3 separate regions of the Mus musculus genome follow, and regions 1 and 3 are each linked to region 2. The links are chromatin contacts, called in public Micro-C and promoter capture Hi-C maps. All regions are on one chromosome and are shown on one strand. The core of a region is the stretch at or near the end of the contact, and the rest is flanking DNA. Distances in the headings are between cores, read along the strand shown. Region 1 holds the start of Wnt3 (wingless-type MMTV integration site family, member 3). Region 2 holds the start of Crhr1 (corticotropin releasing hormone receptor 1). Region 3 holds the start of Wnt9b (wingless-type MMTV integration site family, member 9B).

Region 1 (2,700 bases), core at 43-2,542, 360 kb before region 2:
GTGGGCTCCCTCTCTTCACCGTCTACACAGTTAAGTCCCACCATGGCTTCTCCTTTGGCTTGCTTTCTAGGTCCCAAGCCAGGAGCATTTCAAGGGCTGAATGTCTTCTGTGTCCGGGTAGAGAGGCTGAGGTACCTAGGTAAGGGGACTGAATCCTAACAATCTAGGTATGATTGGGCTCAGACTTAACTCCCAAACTGTGGAGAACTGGTAAGAAGAGTGCCCCTTGGAGGCCTGAACAGTTCCCCTTGTATAAGAGCTTCAGTAGGTCGTAGGGTGAATCTGGTGTCTGCACGGGACAACGCTTAAACACCAATCGCCAGGTTTTAGTTTCTCATCCGTAGAAGGGTCGGGAATATAGGTCAGAGACCTGGACATAGGGGAGGTAGATGTTCCTGAAGAGCCCTCGCCCCCAACCACTAATAGACAGAGCTATACCGTGTTTCACTAGTCCCAAATGCTTCCATCCTAAGATCCAAGAAACTGCAGGTACTGCTGAGGTCCGGCCAGCACGCCTGCAGGAGGAGAAAGTGACCGAATCCTCCCGCAGGAAATGCAAACGGCGGCTGGTGTCAGTTGCAGGAAATGCAAAGGCTGCAGGAGGTCGCGATACCAATCTGACTCTTGACAAAAGACTCAAATGACACTAGCTCTGTCCCCCGGCGCCGCCGGCTGGCAGACCTTCAGAGCCTCAGCGGACTCTCCCGCGCGCCCCTCGGACACCCTGGAAGCGACCTGCGGCCGGGTGGCAGGGGCCGCCAGCTCGCGAGCCCGAAAAGGCTGGAGACTGGGAGGGGTTGCATTTTCCTAGCCCCTGATCCCAGTCGCGCGATCTGGAAACAACCCCTTTGCTTTCTAGTCTCGATTCCTTACGGGCCCAAGTGCCAAGGGATCACAGAAAAGGGAGCCACCCATCAATGCCCAAGCCGACCCCTTCACCACGTGAACGCCGGGTCAAAGCTCCAGCTCCCTAAACCTGGCTCGCGTGGACTGGGAAGGGGGTGTCCCAGGCCAGCAGAGAATCCAGCGTGCCGGGTCCTCCCGAGGCCTCCGTGCGCCCGGGGCGCAGGCTTTGCCCAAGTTTGCCGGGAGATGCCCTTCCCAGAGCCGGAGTTGTGGGCCGGGCGGGAGGGGCCCGTGATTGACAGGCTGAACTACAGACTCATCTCTTACCTTAGGCCGCGGGCGCTGATTGGCTGCTCGCTGACATCCTCAAACCCGGCTGCTCGGCGCTGGGCTCCGGAGGGGGGCGGCTGCGGGTGGAGGTGCGCCTCTGACAAGCCCGAAAGTCATTTCCAACCTCAAGTGGACTTTGTTCCAACTATTGGGGGCGTCGCTCCCCCTCTTCATGATCGCCGGCAAACTTCCTCCTCGGCGCTGCTTCTAATGGAGCCCCACCTGCTCGGGCTGCTACTCGGCCTCCTGCTCAGTGGCACCAGGGTCCTCGCTGGCTACCCAATTTGGTGGTAAGACTTGCCTCTTGTCTGCCTGCGGCCCCGATCTCTCGGCCGCACCCGGGGACGGTGGGAGGCGCTGGCCGGGTCTGGGCTGCAGCAGGCCTGGGGCTCTTTTCTCCTTGCTTCCCGCTAGCCCCCCAGCCGTCCACCCCTCTTGGATCTTCTGCTGGTGTCGCCTTCCGAATCCAACTCCTGGCTTCTCAGATAATCACCATTTTCCCTGCTACCCGCCGCAGAGGCGGGAGGGCTCTCCCTACCCCTGAAGGTCTCTCGTTCTTAGTCTTCACCCTCTCCCACCCCAATTTGGGGGTCCCGAAGAACCTTCGTTTGCTCACACTTGCATTTCTGTGCTGTCCCCGCGGCCCGGCCACTCCTCTTCTCCATTTTAGGGTCTCCGTGGGTAAAATTATCCTGTCCTTTTTCGCCACCGCACCTCTTCGGTGTCTCGGTCAAGAGATTTCCCCCACAATACTCGCGTTTGCCTTCATATTTGAGACCTTAAGGGCTTTGGGAATCCCAAGCAGGGGACTTAGGGGGTATTTCAGTAGATTCTCCCCACTCCGTTCTAGATTAATTTTGAGCCTCTGAAGTGACTATAGAATTTGCTGATCCTAGATGCCATTGCTGATCCGGGTGTATTCGTTCCTTGCTTGTCCATCCCGGAGAAAAGCGAGGTGGGGGCTCTTTGAAAATGTACTTGTTTGGGAGGGGTAGGCTTGCTGGGTTTTTTTGAGCGAAAACCTAGTTCTCCATGTCAAATTCGTTGCTTTTGGAAGACGGGGAAGCTAGGAGAAAGGGCGAGGGAAGGGGGAATGCTGTCCCTGAGAAATACGGATACAAAAGGCATTTTAGTAAATAAGGCTGGGCGAGCAGGCGGAGTACTTGGAGCTGATGGGTGTGTGAAGGGATTCACTGGAAGATAAACCGCCTTTTGGAAGCCCCAGCTCCAGAGACTCCCCTGTTTTCCAAGCCTCATTGCTGCTCCTCCTCTGTAGGTCCTCCGGTGGAAGACACTAAAACCAGTTTTCTAAATTACACCCCAGCCCTCTCAGTCTCCAGCCCCCTGCATTCCGGAAAACTTTAATAAAAGAACCCTCCCCTCCTGGGCAGTGGCTAGAGCCCTGGGGGGGGTGGGAGGTGAGGAGGAGGAGGAATTTGGGACCTCTGAGTAAGAAGGAGACTGGCCCCTGGGGTGAAAGTTAGAAGTGCTACCAGGGTAAAGTGCTGCCTACATGGCCCCCTC
Region 2 (2,700 bases), core at 38-2,537:
ACTAGTAAACTGTCACATGACCTACAGCAACTCCAGCTCCAAAATGACTATTGCCTGGGCCTCTAAGCTGTGGATCTTGTCCAGTGTGCTGAGAACACAATGTAAGGAAGGGGAGTTGCACAAAGTAGTGTCCAGAGTCGCCAAGCTCCGCTACATTTTAAAATAAGCTGGTTCCCCCACTAGGACCTTGCCTCTCTCTTTGTGCTTCTGTGTACTCAAGATGGAGACCCGGACCTGAGAGGTGAAGATGTTTCTACCCCGACACTCCTTTTCTCCTTCTCTATCTCTCGCTGGGGAAGGAAAGGGGGATGGGGGAAGGAAATCAAAAGAACAATCCACCTAACTGGCCTGAAGGTGGCGAGAGCTGGTTTTAAGGCTGGAAGTGGAATTAGAAAGCCAACCTAGACGAAGACCCGGAGGTCTGGCGGGACAGCCCGCTCCAGCCCCGAGAGCTTGGCCAAGAGGGGGCGCTGTGGCCCCCTCCACGCCCTTCGGGCTGGATTCCCAGCTGCGTCCACAGCGTTGCGGCGCAATGCGCGCCCTGCTTTCCCCTCCTTACAGACTAGGTGCCCAGTCCGCTGTCACCACTTATCTTGGGGCCTGGACCAAAAAGACAGACGTTCAGTTCCAAAAACGAATGAATGAATGAGTGAACGAACGAACGAAGGATTCAAAAAGGAAGGGTTCCCGCCGCAGAGCATCAGTGTCCCAGCACATCCTAGGTGTGTTTAGGCCAAAGGCGCGCGGATCGGGAGGGGGATTCGGGCCCGGCCTCCCCTCCCCACTAAATTGGGGGCGGAGGTGAACCTCCTGGATGGCTGCAGGGCGGGAACCACCCAAATGTAGTTCTCAGCTTCTTTTTCCACGCAGGCTGAGTTTTGTGGAAATCGCCCTATTCCCCAGCGCCTACTAGCCTTCTAAATCCCGCCCCCCGAGCCCCACAAGTACCCCGGGATCCCCCGGACTCTTTTGGTCCGGACATCCAGCCTCACAGGAGGCTAGAGAAGAAAGGCTGCCTGCTCTCCAGCAGCCGCCTCCCGGATCCCCGGTTTTTCCCTAGCTGCGGTGGCAGCCGCCGCCGCCTGTGCGCCCCGCGCACTGCCGCAAGCCGGGGTGCGGGGAGAGGGGGTTCAGCACGGCCAGGGTGCGGGGATCCGGGCCGGGGTTGGGCAGTGGACCGAGGAGACCGGAGCCTGCAGCCAGCGGAGGGGCGAGGAGCGGAGGAGGGACAGGAGGGGAGCGGAGGGAGAAAGAGGAGGGGACACGAGGCGAGGGGGCGGGGAGCAGAGGCGAGAGGCAGGCGGACCGTGGGGGAGGCGACCGGGCTAGGCGGGATCCAGGCAGGAGAGAGGTAGCTGTGGGCCCAGCTGAGTGGGGAGAAGGCGACCAGACTTGCTCGCGCAGGGCGAGCCAGAGCCTGCCGGTGGGGCGGGGCGGGAGGGTGCGAAGCCGGGCGCCTGGGAGCAGCTCAGCGACCCGGGAGACTGGCCGCCCAACGGAGACCGCAGCCGCCCGCTCTTCGCTCTGGGATGTCGGAGCGATCCTGGCATCCAGGACGCTGACAGAGCGAGCCCGAGGATGGGACAGCGCCCGCAGCTCCGGCTCGTGAAGGTAAGAGAGGACCGACCTCCGGGTAATCAGAGGCGCTCCGGGCCGAACGAGCGCGGGACAGGCGTGGGCAGGGGTGCCGGAGGAGAGGATCGGGGAACCCGGCGCCACCCGGGAGGTTGGGGTTCAACCTGACGTCCTCTACCTGGACCTCTAAAGCCGGGCTTCGGAGACAGAGGGACAACTCTGGTGGAAAAAGAATGGGTGATGGTGAAACCGCTGCGGCGCCAGAGGAGGAGGGGGTCCGCCCACTCGAAGAACCGGCTTTGCGCGAAGAATCGCTGCAATCTTTGGGGCCGAAGCGCCATCCCCCTTAAGGCTCTGGATGGGATCCTGTCCCTGCTGGACACCCTCCGAGCCGGCCCTGTCCCGGTCTCAGGCGCTCTTTCCTGCCGGTTTTCCTCCGTAGAAAGCTTCAGATTCCGGAGATAGATGCGGCCCGCGAGTCGCGGCCCTTCATCGACTTAGCATCTCTGAGAGGCGATGGTGCGCGCACCCCAGTGTCCGGCCGATCCTCCGGGGTGCCACAGCCCCCCGGAGCGCAACGCATTCTCTCACTGGGCTCGCTCCTGCCACCGGGCTGGAGAAGCGGAGTTTCAGAAAGTCTTCAGAAGGCGTTTACAGTGCCTACTGGCTAAAGTTGGGGGCGATCTGGGGCTGCGCGGGGGTGGACAGAGCCCGGGAAGAGCTAGGTGCTTCGCAGCCAGGCCCGCAGCCTAAGGACAGGCGCCACTTCGCCGGCGCGTCCCGGAGCGCGCGCGCTCACTGGGTACCAGCACCTCAGCCCTGGTGCTGGAGAAGGTGAGTGGGCCTGGCGCTGCCGCCCGGCAGCCCCAATTGCCATGCCTGGGTCTCCGGACCGCTCAGGGCTGACATGGACCTCCTGAACCACAAGCCGAAGCACCGGGTTAACTGTGGCCAGGAAAGGCGATTGCGTTCAAAAGATCTAAGTGGTTGGGAGGAGCAGTGCGAATTGACTGGCTTTGATTTTTCCGTCAGTTATTAAGCCGACTGCTTTTACTTGTTCGAAAAGCATTTGAGTTAAACCACCACGCGTTTAAAATGTCCCCCCTCTCCACATACTCAAAGGTT
Region 3 (2,700 bases), core at 84-2,583, 380 kb before region 2:
AATGAACATGTCTGCTGTTCTGGGCGCGGGTCAAACGGAGATACTGAGTCCCCAGGAACTGAATGGTCCTCCCAGATCATCAGCAGGGACCTCCACTAGGACTGAGACTGACCATCCCTCCCCATATACTTCTGGGGAGGTTGCTGCTTATAACTCAGGTACATTTTAGCCAGAGGTCATGACCTGGAAATTAGCCTACATCCCTTATTCAAGCCGGTGAGGTTGCCCCTGGACCCTCACACCCTATGGTGGTTTCCTGAGATCAGCCTCTGCTGTGCTTGGATTGTGAGCCTTGCCTGACTAGGGATGTAACTGGAAGAAAAAGGCAATGTTTAAAGTTAAGCATTTGGAGCCTGCTTTGGGTTGAGGTGATTTTTAAAATCCATGATCCCTACCATCACCGCCACGCCCAACCCTCACCAAGTATCTTCAATCCAGAGTCAGTGAAGACATTTGCAGACAAATGCCATTTTGCTTCCCTCAATTATTTCCCTTGAGACTCACTCTCCAGGTATCACACCAGAAGCTATTGTTATTTTTCTAACCATGGACACCCCCAGATGGGCCTCTCTCCCTCTCTTTCCCATAAACCCTATCCTCTGGGGTTTAATTTGGTCGCACTTCCTCACCGTACAGTTCTTTAAGCATCTAACTAATGTGCCCCGCGGTCCCAGGATCTCCCACAACCTTGGATCAACAAAACTCTCAGCTTCCTCCCCACCCCTACCCACCTATCCCTCTACCCAGCCAGGTGTCCGGGTCCCAGCTCTGCAGGGAGAAAGCAAAGGATACTGAAATCGCAAGCAAAAAGTGTAGCTGGACGGAGTCCAGGATGGGGACATAGAGGGTACCGAGAAAGATCTGAAGAGGACATGAGAGCCCAGGACCGACGCTTGGACCTGCGCGGACAAGGGCGTATCAGGGGTGTCAGGTCAGGATCCCCTGCGCAAGCCGAGCTCCAGTCTGCAGTCTGACAGCCGCCCGGCAGAGGAACCGGGAAGCGCAAGGGACCTAGACTTGGTAGACTCGAGAAAGGGAGATTAAGTCTGAGCACAGAGAGCGAGGGATGGAGATTTGGGAGGGAAATGCGCCCTCAAAGCGATCGGGGTCCACCTGAGCAAAGGGCTGAGTTCGAGGCCTCGCAGGGACCCGAGCCGGGGGCAGGGCATACGGAGCGAGGGGACGCGACCGGCACTGACCCGAAGTAGGCGGCGGCGGCGGCAGCGGCAGGCAGCACCAGCAGGCAGAGCGCAGCCAGGGCCAGCGCGGGCGCGGGGCGCATGGTGCAGGCGGCCGGTGCACTCTCGCATCTCCTCGCGCCACTAGGCGCTCGTAGCGCCGCCACCAGCCGCCCGCGGGGCTTTAAACCCGGTAGGGCGGAGCGCGAGCGGCCCGGGGAGGGAGCCTCGCAGCCGGCGAGCCCCTCGCCCCATAGGCTCCGCCGAACTCTGCCCGCCCTGTTGTGGGAGGGGTCAGCAGCAGGCCCCTCCCCTTCTCAGGTGAGTGCTCACCTGGAGCCGCGCCCACTCCAGCAAAGAAGGCGGACCGTGTGGGACCCTGGCCCTGGAGAGGATTGGGGTTCTGGGGACCTAGGAGGTGCTGCCTCAGAGATGCCGCCTCTCCCGGGAGAGATGCTCGGGTGCGCGATCTCTGTATAGCAAAAGTTCGTGGTCGTCACTATTCTGTAGAGCGAGTTCAGCTTTCTTTGCTCAGGGATTCCGAAGGCTGAGAGAGAGGTCCTGCGCAGAGTCCTTCCCCAACAGCGGGAGACATTCATGTCCATTGGCTAGGAGGACTCTTAGACATAGAACCTCATACAGAGGGTACCTGCTCTTAAACACGAAACTGACAGCCATCGGCGGAGGTGTAAAGGGCTCTCGTATGACGACAACACTATTACTGGTCAAAAATTTACACTGTCTGAGGAGTGAGGCAGAGCCACAGAAGCAGGAGGAAGCGGACTCCCTAGATGCATAGAAGCCAGATCTCCATCATATAAAACGTGAATCTCCTTAGTGTTGGGCCTCAATGCTGCCTGTTGCTTTAAGAAAAAAAAAAGTTTGACTCCAATTCTTACAACGAAGCAGGGGTGACATCAGTCTAGGAAGGAGACATACAACCAAATGAGCTTTCAAACGCCTTTGGGCATCTTGAACACTGAGCCAAATCAAGCAAAAAGCCACAATCTGGCTTTAATGAATGTCAAATCTTGGTGCAAAATGTCAAAGAGAGGCAGGAAGGAAGGAAGGAAAAGAAAGAAACTAGACATGGAGTTAGAACATTGGGTGACAGTGACCTTGGCTTTGTGGAGGATATCGGCCTGGAACGAGGAAGATTTATGCCAGTTCTGACATCAAGCTGTTGCAACAGAGGAAACTTGGCTATGGTGGTGAGCCTCTTTGAGCTGTTTCACTGTGGAGCAACTCAGTAGCCACATGACCCTTTGCTACCACAGCTCTGTGGTCCTATCAAATCTGGTGGTCCTGTTTACTGAGGCTGCAAGGCCCAACATAGGCTTCAGAGACCTGGAATTCAACCACGTGAACTACGAATTCCAGACGTGAAACAGGGAGGATGACAAAGAACTGACAAGATTTTTGTGTAGATGAGATGTCAGAGAGGAGGTAGTGAGGTGTGGGTTGTTATGCCTGCAGGCAGGAGCCCAGCACCGTGGGCTGATGTTTACTCTGCTGGGGGATG

What was found. Promoter capture Hi-C pulls out the DNA fragments that hold promoters and counts their contacts. Hi-C and Micro-C count contacts between places; a contact is called where the count stands out from the background.
Region 1: a contact with region 2 is called in a Micro-C map of embryonic stem cells, with 2.7 times the contacts expected there. The contact joins the promoter of Wnt3 here to the promoter of Crhr1 in region 2. A contact is called at or near these places in 3 of 39 promoter capture datasets (embryonic stem cells and liver), 8 of 484 Hi-C or Micro-C datasets (all in embryonic stem cells), 8 of 115 datasets of contacts at active chromatin or transcription factors (embryonic stem cells, pancreatic cancer cells and stem cell-derived neural progenitor cells) and 1 of 9 other capture datasets (embryonic stem cells).
Region 3: a promoter capture Hi-C map of embryonic stem cells shows a contact between it and region 2. The contact joins the promoter of Wnt9b here to the promoter of Crhr1 in region 2. A contact is called at or near these places in 4 of 39 promoter capture datasets (cranial neural crest, embryonic stem cells, neural stem cells and 1 more), 2 of 484 Hi-C or Micro-C datasets (both in embryonic stem cells), 4 of 115 datasets of contacts at active chromatin or transcription factors (embryonic stem cells and stem cell-derived neural progenitor cells) and 1 of 9 other capture datasets (embryonic stem cells).

The regions. Positions count from the first base shown.
Region 1 is chr11:103,772,883-103,775,582 of GRCm38.p6, forward strand. Wnt3 (wingless-type MMTV integration site family, member 3) reads left to right here and starts at 1,293. Exons shown (of 5, transcript NM_009521.2): 1 at 1,293-1,466. The coding sequence starts at 1,387. It also overlaps a transcript of Wnt9b not described here.
Region 2 is chr11:104,131,494-104,134,193 of GRCm38.p6, forward strand. It overlaps Crhr1 (corticotropin releasing hormone receptor 1), which reads left to right and starts at 1,288. Exons shown (of 13, transcript NM_007762.5): 1 at 1,288-1,611. The coding sequence starts at 1,579.
Region 3 is chr11:103,748,488-103,751,187 of GRCm38.p6, forward strand. It overlaps Wnt9b (wingless-type MMTV integration site family, member 9B), which reads right to left and starts at 1,334. Exons shown (of 4, transcript NM_011719.4): 1 at 1,200-1,334. The coding sequence starts at 1,282.